Linked DNA regions of Mus musculus: region 2 is linked to region 1. Evidence: chromatin contacts called from public HiChIP or PLAC-seq data. All regions are on one chromosome and are shown on one strand. Each heading gives the region's core, a stretch centred on a gene start, on an enhancer-like site or on the middle of the called end of the contact. The rest is flanking DNA. Distances are from core to core; before and after follow the strand shown. Region 1 overlaps Adcy8 (adenylate cyclase 8). Region 2 has its middle 100 kb from the start of Gm23907.

Region 1 (3,786 bases), core at 906-3,405:
TCCCTGTACCTCTGTACCATTTCAGCTAAGTATGGAAAATAGTATGTTCAATGAAATGGTTCTTCTGGAGAGAGGCAGGCAAGAAGGAAATGAAATGATCAGTGCAGCAGCCCAGACAAGAGAATAGTCTAGACTAAGTTCTACGCAGTAGGCTGGAAAAACATGAGCATCTGAGAAAGTTGTCTTGGAGACTTGTATGAATAGGTGGAAAGTGGGTGCCAGAGACCATTATATTTCTAGGTTTGTCAAGGATGTCTCTAATCAAATAGGCTTCTCGGAGTTAGAAGACATTGAGTAGAGTGGGGGTTGAAAATGACTGCTATTATGCCTGGCTTACTATCCTAGCATTTGTCAGTGACAGGTGTCACTAATGATCTCCCACAGGGACTGCAGCTCAGCCATGTAAACCTGTGCAGAAGGCTTTCTGGTTGGTTGGAGTTAACAATAATAATTAGGCTTATTTGCTATCATTGTTAGACAAATCAATGTCTTTTCTTGACCTTTCACCTGCTTGTTTAATTTGATGCTGTCCTGAGAGAGAGGATTTTTCATGACCTTATGTGCCCAAGTAGGTGTGATATAACAGAAGGAGCCCGCAATGGGGGTAGACAGAACAGTTACCTTGCCTGGAGAACAAAAACTCAGTGTTGGTGAGCCAGGGCCAGAGGACAGACACGCCAGCAGGAAGAAACTATTTGAATGTAAATACATGACATAGTCCAAACAGGAGAGAAGAGAGACTATCTGTGGGCCACTTGGAGCTGAAAGATGGCCCAACAATACTGAGTAGGAACTGAGGAAGGTCATTGTTTAGTTTTATGTGTCTACTGAACAGGCTTATTTGATGGCTCTAGGCCATGTGCCAATGGAAAAGCTAGCACACAGTCTACTGACCTGATTCTGGGTTAATAAGGTTCCTATTTGTCATTATTTCATTTCTCATATTTGACTGTTATTCCAGAGCCCATATAAGCATGCTGACCCCTGTTTTAGATTCCAGTCCCTTCTTATGCACTTCTCCTTCTCTCTCATTCTTGGCCAATTAGCACAATGAGGTTCTGTCACTTTCTTAAGAAAATACACAATCAGTACCTCCCTTGCTCTTTAGAGAGAGAGAGAGAGAGAGAGAGAGAGAGAGAGAGAGTTTTTGTGTGTGTGTGTGTATGTGTGTGTGTGTGTGTGTGCATGCATGCACATACTTAAATATGTGTGGGTGAAAACATGTGTATGGTGTGTGCCTGCATGGTACATATATGGAGGTTAAAGGATAACTTTAGGTGTTGGTCCTCAGATACCTTCTCTGTGAGACTGGATCTTTCCCTCTCTCATTGGTCTGGAACTTTATCACATAGTTCTCCATATCTGGAGCACATGCTTCTATAGATCTTCTCATCTTTGTTTCTCACTTACCCATGCTTGGGGCAGGTACTTGGCACTGTGCCTGGCCTTCCAGATTGATGCAGAAGATCCAAACTCAGATTTTCCTGTTTTCGAGCAGGACTAAGCAAGCTCGCTGCTTTCAAGGGAAGTGCTTCATGGACTAAGCAAGCTCAGTGGTGCCTAATCACAATCTTGAGTAGGGTATGGCAAGGCTGTGCTAGCCTCCAGAGTCCTGTCTGTCCTTCAGGGTACTTCTTGAAAGTCATTTAATTCCCTTTCCTTCAGGAAATTTAGGTACTTTTGCCCTGCTGTATAGTTACTTCTATCTCTTGCCTTCCCTTTTTCAATGCTCACTATATGTGCTAGGCTGTCTATTTCGCTACCATGATTCCATATGGACTGAAGATGTTGATAGTGTCTTCGTTGTTCACTTAGGGATCCCTGACAACATCCTCAATGCTTGAAAGTAGCAGGTGCTAAGTAAATAGATATTTTCTGAATGAACTCACGAACAATATCTTTGTAAGGATTCTAGGTGGAAGGGGCTCCTGAATGCACCCTTAGGGTAGAATGTTCACAAAATGTTTGCTAAATAGTCTTTAAGTTAAAACACTCATTGGATCCTCACTTGACATCACACCATCAGTGCTTTCTGGGGTATCTTGAATGTAGCATTTTCATAGAAAAACTCTCCAGCACGCAGACTTGCCAGGCTCTAGCCATTTGTGCTTCTGGCAACTTTCCCAGGTCTTCCCTCTGTAAAGCATTTTCTGCAAGACGATGGGAGTTTGCCTGGAGTCTGCGTATAAAAGCCCATTTTCAGCACTTTTGTTTCCCTTGGATTTGTTCACTGCTTGGGAAACATCATTCAGATCCCTGAAAGCACAAACTGAAAGAAAATAGGCAAGTTTACCCTTTATTACAATTCTCGGCTCCTGCTGAGGCCCAATATAGAGTTTTCTGGCTTTAGAGATTTTAAGTAAAAGGATCTTTCCTGGAGCCAGACTGTGGCCCTGGATAGAGTCTATGTCCACATTCTCCATCTATTTTCTTCCCTGGGTTTTTCCATTTGCATTAAAAGAAACCCTGGTAGGATTCAAAATCTATGAAGCAGCTGCCTTCTGGATTCCCTGCTTGGTTCTCCATTTGTGTCTCCAAAATGGTTTCATGCCCATCAGTTGCTACAGTTCCTCTGAGAAGAAGTCAAAGGTGAAATAGTGAGTAATTGGAGATCTTTAGTTCATGCAAGTGTTCATATCAGGAAAGGAGAAGGAGAAGGACAGCACTGTGGCACAGGCAGCTCCTCTGAGTTTCCATGCAGCTACAAGCCCAAGTGGCTTTGGAAAACCCTCACCTCTCTCTGGTTCTCACAACCCCAGGGACTCCCTTGGACTCCTCTTAGCTCTACTGCAGCCAAAGAGTTCTAAACTACAGCCAGCATCCAGGAACCAAGAGAAATTTGCTCCGGGGTTTCGGGCAATGTGGAAGACAACATGCAACATTTCACATCCACTTTGTTCACATCCACTGCTTCCTGAAACTTCCCATCCATTAGAGTTGCTGGTGTCATCTCATTTGCACAAAAAGATACTGAGGATCAAAGGGTTTAAATCAGGCAATGCAATGTCATGGATTTGGATCTAGGTGTGGTGGTCTATGTCTATAATGCCCGCACTTGGGAAGCTAAATCAATGCGTTCAAGCCTAGTCTAGGCTACAGAGCTAATATTTAAACAAAAACAAAACAAATCAAACAAACAAAAACCCCAAATAGTAACAAAGGGTCATTTGGGAAGTATACAGCAAAGATATACACAGAGGTTCTTTTACTAGCTAAAACTTAGCTCACAATCCACACATTTAATCACCTATTTACAAAGTCAGAACGTTGGTGGCTGTGGTGGTCTGAATGAAAATGGCCTCCACAGACTTACATGGAATGGTATTACTGGAGGTGTGGCCTTGTTAGAGGAAGTGTGTCACTTGGGGGCTGGGAAATCTTAGGGTTTCAGAAGCTCAAGCTAGGCCAGAGGCTCAAGGTGGTCTCTTCCTGCAGCCTACAGATCCAGATGTAGAATTCTCAGCTTCTCTCCAGTCCCATGTCTACATGCATATCCCCATGCTTCTCACCATGACAACAATGGAATAATCCTCTGAACTGTAAGCCAGCTCCAACTAAAGTTTCTCTTTATAAGAATTGCCGTATCTTTTCATATCAATAATAATAAAATAAAAAACCTTAACTAAGACAGTGGCCAAGTCCTGGGCCTGGAGATTATCAGAAAGTATACAGATCCACAGGGAGGACTAACAGACCATTAGCAGACTACAGGAGAGGCTAAGGGAAGTCATTGGCTTCTTTATCAGATTGTTCAGTATGAGAAATTGGAGGAGCTTGGGCCTCTAT
Region 2 (3,786 bases), core at 556-3,055, 760 kb after region 1:
TCCTACTTATTCCTGTGTTATCTGTGTTATAGCAAAAGTTCTTTTTTTTTCACATGGCCAAATGGCTCACAAGTGACGTAACACTTGGAGTAGGGGCTGGTATTCAGGGAGCAACCCGTAGGTGCCAAGTGTTCGGAGTTTGGTAGACAGTGTGAGATTATAGTGTTTTTCTTTCCTTGCATTCCATGACTTTATTTTTAAACATCTGCCAGGAGAAGAAAAGTATGAGGAAGAGTGTCAGAGAATTAGATGTTGGTACTTTCCTTGAGAAAGGTCTTCCACATTACTACATCTGGAGTTAGCAGTAAGAGTGAGAGTATCTACAATAAAATGCAAAGCATTTTGATTATTTGTCCTCAAGAAATTGAACTTAATTCTTGACTGAGTGGCTAAGAAAGTCCATATGTGTCTAGAGCAGACGTCATTGAGGCAAGATGAGAAAAGGACTATGTAGGAACAGGATCTGGAAAGGGGAGCTTCCTGACCTGTTCTTGCCCAAGAGCAAGGGTAATGAGGAAAGCTGAGGGTCCATGTTTAATCAGTCCAGTATATGGAGGGGTGGAGAGCAGTTGGTGTGATGGTGTCAACTTGAAACAAGCTAGAGTCACTTGAGAGGAGGGAGCCTCAATTGGAAAAAAAAAAATGCCTCAATAAGATTGGCAACCTTAAAAAAAAGATTGGCAACCTTATAGGACATTTTCTGATTGATGAGGGGGCACCCTATTGTGCATGGTACCACCCCTGCAGCATGTAGTACCAAGATATGTAAGAAATTGAGCTGGGCAATGCATGAAGAGCAAGCCTGTAAGCAGTATTTCTCCTCCATGGTCTCTACTTGAATTCTCATCCCCAGGTTCCTGGTTGCTTGAGTTACTACTTTGATTTCCCTCACTAAGTGACTATTACCAGGAAGTGTAATTATTAAAGAACCCCCCAACCCCCAGTTTATTTTGGTCATGGTCTTTATCACAGCAATAGAAAGATAGGTGGCCAGTACCACACAAGAGACAAATCCATGGTGATATTTTGTGACTTGTGAGTTTCTGCAAGGTTAGAGGCCATGACAATTGGGAGTCTTGCTATGCTTGGCAGTTAGAGTATTGGGGGAAAGATGAAGTGCAATGGGTGGTTCTGTTTGGTTTAATTTGAAAAGCAATGAGTTCTAGCTACTGGGAACTCAAAGTGGCAGCTGTGTATCACTCACCTGCCACCCGACGTTAGTAAATCTCCCTCACACTTTGCACCCTTCCTCTACATGAACAAGTTTATCAGAGGTTGTTCCCTACCCCCCCCATTACATTAGCATCTAGTTCTGCCAGGCTGTGCATCCATTCATTCCACTGAAAGGCAGGCAGGCAAGTGAGGTCCTAACTGAGAGCACCTGCTCATGTCCCACCTCTCCAGGTAGGAGTCAAGGTACATAAAGAAACTGCAAAGATTAGTGCTACCTGGCATTCTCTCTAGCAGCTGTGTGTTCTTGAGCAAGCCACACCCCTGTGGTAGGGTCACAGTTAGTGTACATTGTGAGCCTATTAGACCAAAGCAAATCAAACCTTCTCAGTAGCACAAACATCCCATAATTTATTGATTCTCCCATTCACACTTCCACTTTACCCTTATTTCACTTTCTTCCTTTTCCCTCCCTTTGTGACCCATCGTCTACCATGTGGTTAAGGCTGGCAGTGACCCGTGGCCCATTCCAAACACAGTATTTTGCCAAACTAGACTCAAGAGAGAACTCCTGCTAGCTGCTGCCACCTCCTGCTGCCTCCTGGTGCCAATCAGCAGTAGCAGCAGTATTTGCAGGACATTTTTAGAATGAGCCCTGGGCAGAGGAATGGGATTGCATAATAGCTTTGCTTTAATGAAGGAGAGAAGGGGGTGGAAGCAAGGGGAAACTTGGCACAGATGCCAGGTTTTAATGAATTGTTGAACAGAACTCTCAGTGTGGAGAGTGGGGATAAGATACTGAGCAGTGCTAATGCTTCATTTGCTGCTGAACTGTATCATGAAACACTTGGTGCAAAAATGGGGTTGATTGTTTTGACGGCATAAACTAGTTGGTAAAGTTAAACAGCCAATCAAGACAGTTAGCAGTTACTCGTGTGTGTGTGTGTGTGTGTGTGTGTGTGTGTGTGTGTGTGTGTGTGTGTGTCATTTGCTTGCTCAGCAACTGGTTATTTTCCTCAACTGTGTGAAGAAATGATGTATAGAGGTACCTTCTAAGTCTCTTTAAATGTTATTGCCACCCAGATTTCATCAATTAAAAGTCTGTTCTCTCTCCTCTGATAATGCTATCTCACTCCCATAAAGTTGTCTGGGCACCTTTGTCATCCATATTTTCTTTCTTCCTTGCAATAGTGGCATTTATAACATGATTTCTCTTTTACTGATCCACAACAAACCTCAGGAAAGAATCCATCTCCAGTTCACACCTGCCCCTGCACTATGGCATGTTAGAAAGCTTGGAACACGGTGAACATGTTAAAGAATGAAGGAGTGGATGAAATGTTCCATGTTGGCACAGTATTAACCCTTCAGGAAATTTCTGCATGGCTAATTAATCACTTACTTGGAAGGATTTGTAACACTGAGTAGAAGGTAAATGTTCAAGGCTTACTTTGTTCAAGCTCTGATCTAGGTTCTAAGGCTATTTTTAATGAATAAAGGAGAGAAGGCTGACTCCCACAGGACATAAGTGCTCCCTCACAACTGATTTAATAAGCATCAAAACTATACCAATGAGCCAGATATAGTGGCACAAGTTTATAAACCTAGCACTTGGGAGGCCTAAACAAGAGAACCACAAGTTCAAGGTCAGAGTGGACTACACAGCAAGACCTTTTCGCAAACAAATGAGCAAATTATCCTCTGCTGGAAAACCTGTAGATCTGTGAGAACATGGATTATATCATATGACTCCAGATAATAACATCAGCAATCACAGTACTTCTCAAAAGTCTCCTGAAAAACTTACCTAACCTTTCTGAGTTAGGCCTGAACCTATCACTCAATTCCATTCCACTACAGATGTTTGACATCAACCAGGTAAAGATACTGAAGCCTGAGAACCAATGTGGATGTGTACTATTTAATCAAGCAGCTAGGATGACTATGGGACATATCTCATGGAAGACATCAATTCACCTCATGCCAATCATGGAAAGAGCAGAATATTAAAACTCCAATAATGGATGGAACTTGTCTGTGGACACTATGTATAAATAAAAGAATCAGAAATTAAACCATTTTCAATAAGGCTTAATTATTAAACCTGCAAAAGAAAAAGGTGTTACTTTGATGATTAAAAAGAATTTGTTAAACTTCCATCCTTCAGTTTTTACATTAAGGACATTAGTCTTAAGAAGCATATATTAATATAAATCTTTAAAATACAAGCTTTAAAGAGAATTTTTAATAATGGAAATATGCTTTTGATGGAGCACATAGACTAGACATCAGTTTCTGAGGAAAGTTCTTGAAATGTTATAGTATTACCAGTAAATATGAATATGACTTACCATAAGATAGCCAAAATATATGCACATTGGCTTCCAGTGACCGGCTTGTTCACACACATAACCTGAATACCAATAAGGTAGGGGTTATTTTAGGGTTTAAAGGAAGTGTTTTGTGGGTCTGTCCAGAAGCTGGCCCATTTAAGGCACTCACAGTTGTTTTTCTCCAATCTCATGTTACCACCTGTTGGATGAAGAGCCGAGTCATACACAGCATATTCCCATATCTTTGAGATTGGTAGATGGGAGCTATTCTATCTTCCATGGG

Evidence for each region. HiChIP or PLAC-seq counts read pairs in DNA pulled down with a chosen protein or histone mark.
Region 2: a contact with region 1 is called in an H3K27ac HiChIP or PLAC-seq map of oligodendrocyte precursor cells, with 48 times the contacts expected there. The contact joins two enhancer-like sites. A contact is called at or near these places in 3 of 115 datasets of contacts at active chromatin or transcription factors (astrocytes, neural progenitor cells and oligodendrocyte precursor cells).

What each region holds. Positions count from the first base shown.
Region 1 is chr15:64,829,751-64,833,536 of GRCm38.p6, forward strand. All of the region lies in intron 2 of Adcy8 (adenylate cyclase 8), which reads right to left. Among named protein-coding and RNA genes, the nearest start is that of Gm30752, 33 kb to the left of the region's middle. Within about 2 kb of position 2,156, at least 39 of the 459 cell types and tissues checked have an H3K27ac peak or open chromatin away from gene starts, as enhancers often do. A contact at or near this core is called in oligodendrocyte precursor cells, where this site is marked.
Region 2 is chr15:65,591,441-65,595,226 of GRCm38.p6, forward strand. No RefSeq gene overlaps it. Among named protein-coding and RNA genes, the nearest start is that of Gm23907, 100 kb to the right of the region's middle. Within about 2 kb of position 1,806, at least 24 of the 459 cell types and tissues checked have an H3K27ac peak or open chromatin away from gene starts, as enhancers often do. A contact at or near this core is called in oligodendrocyte precursor cells, where this site is marked.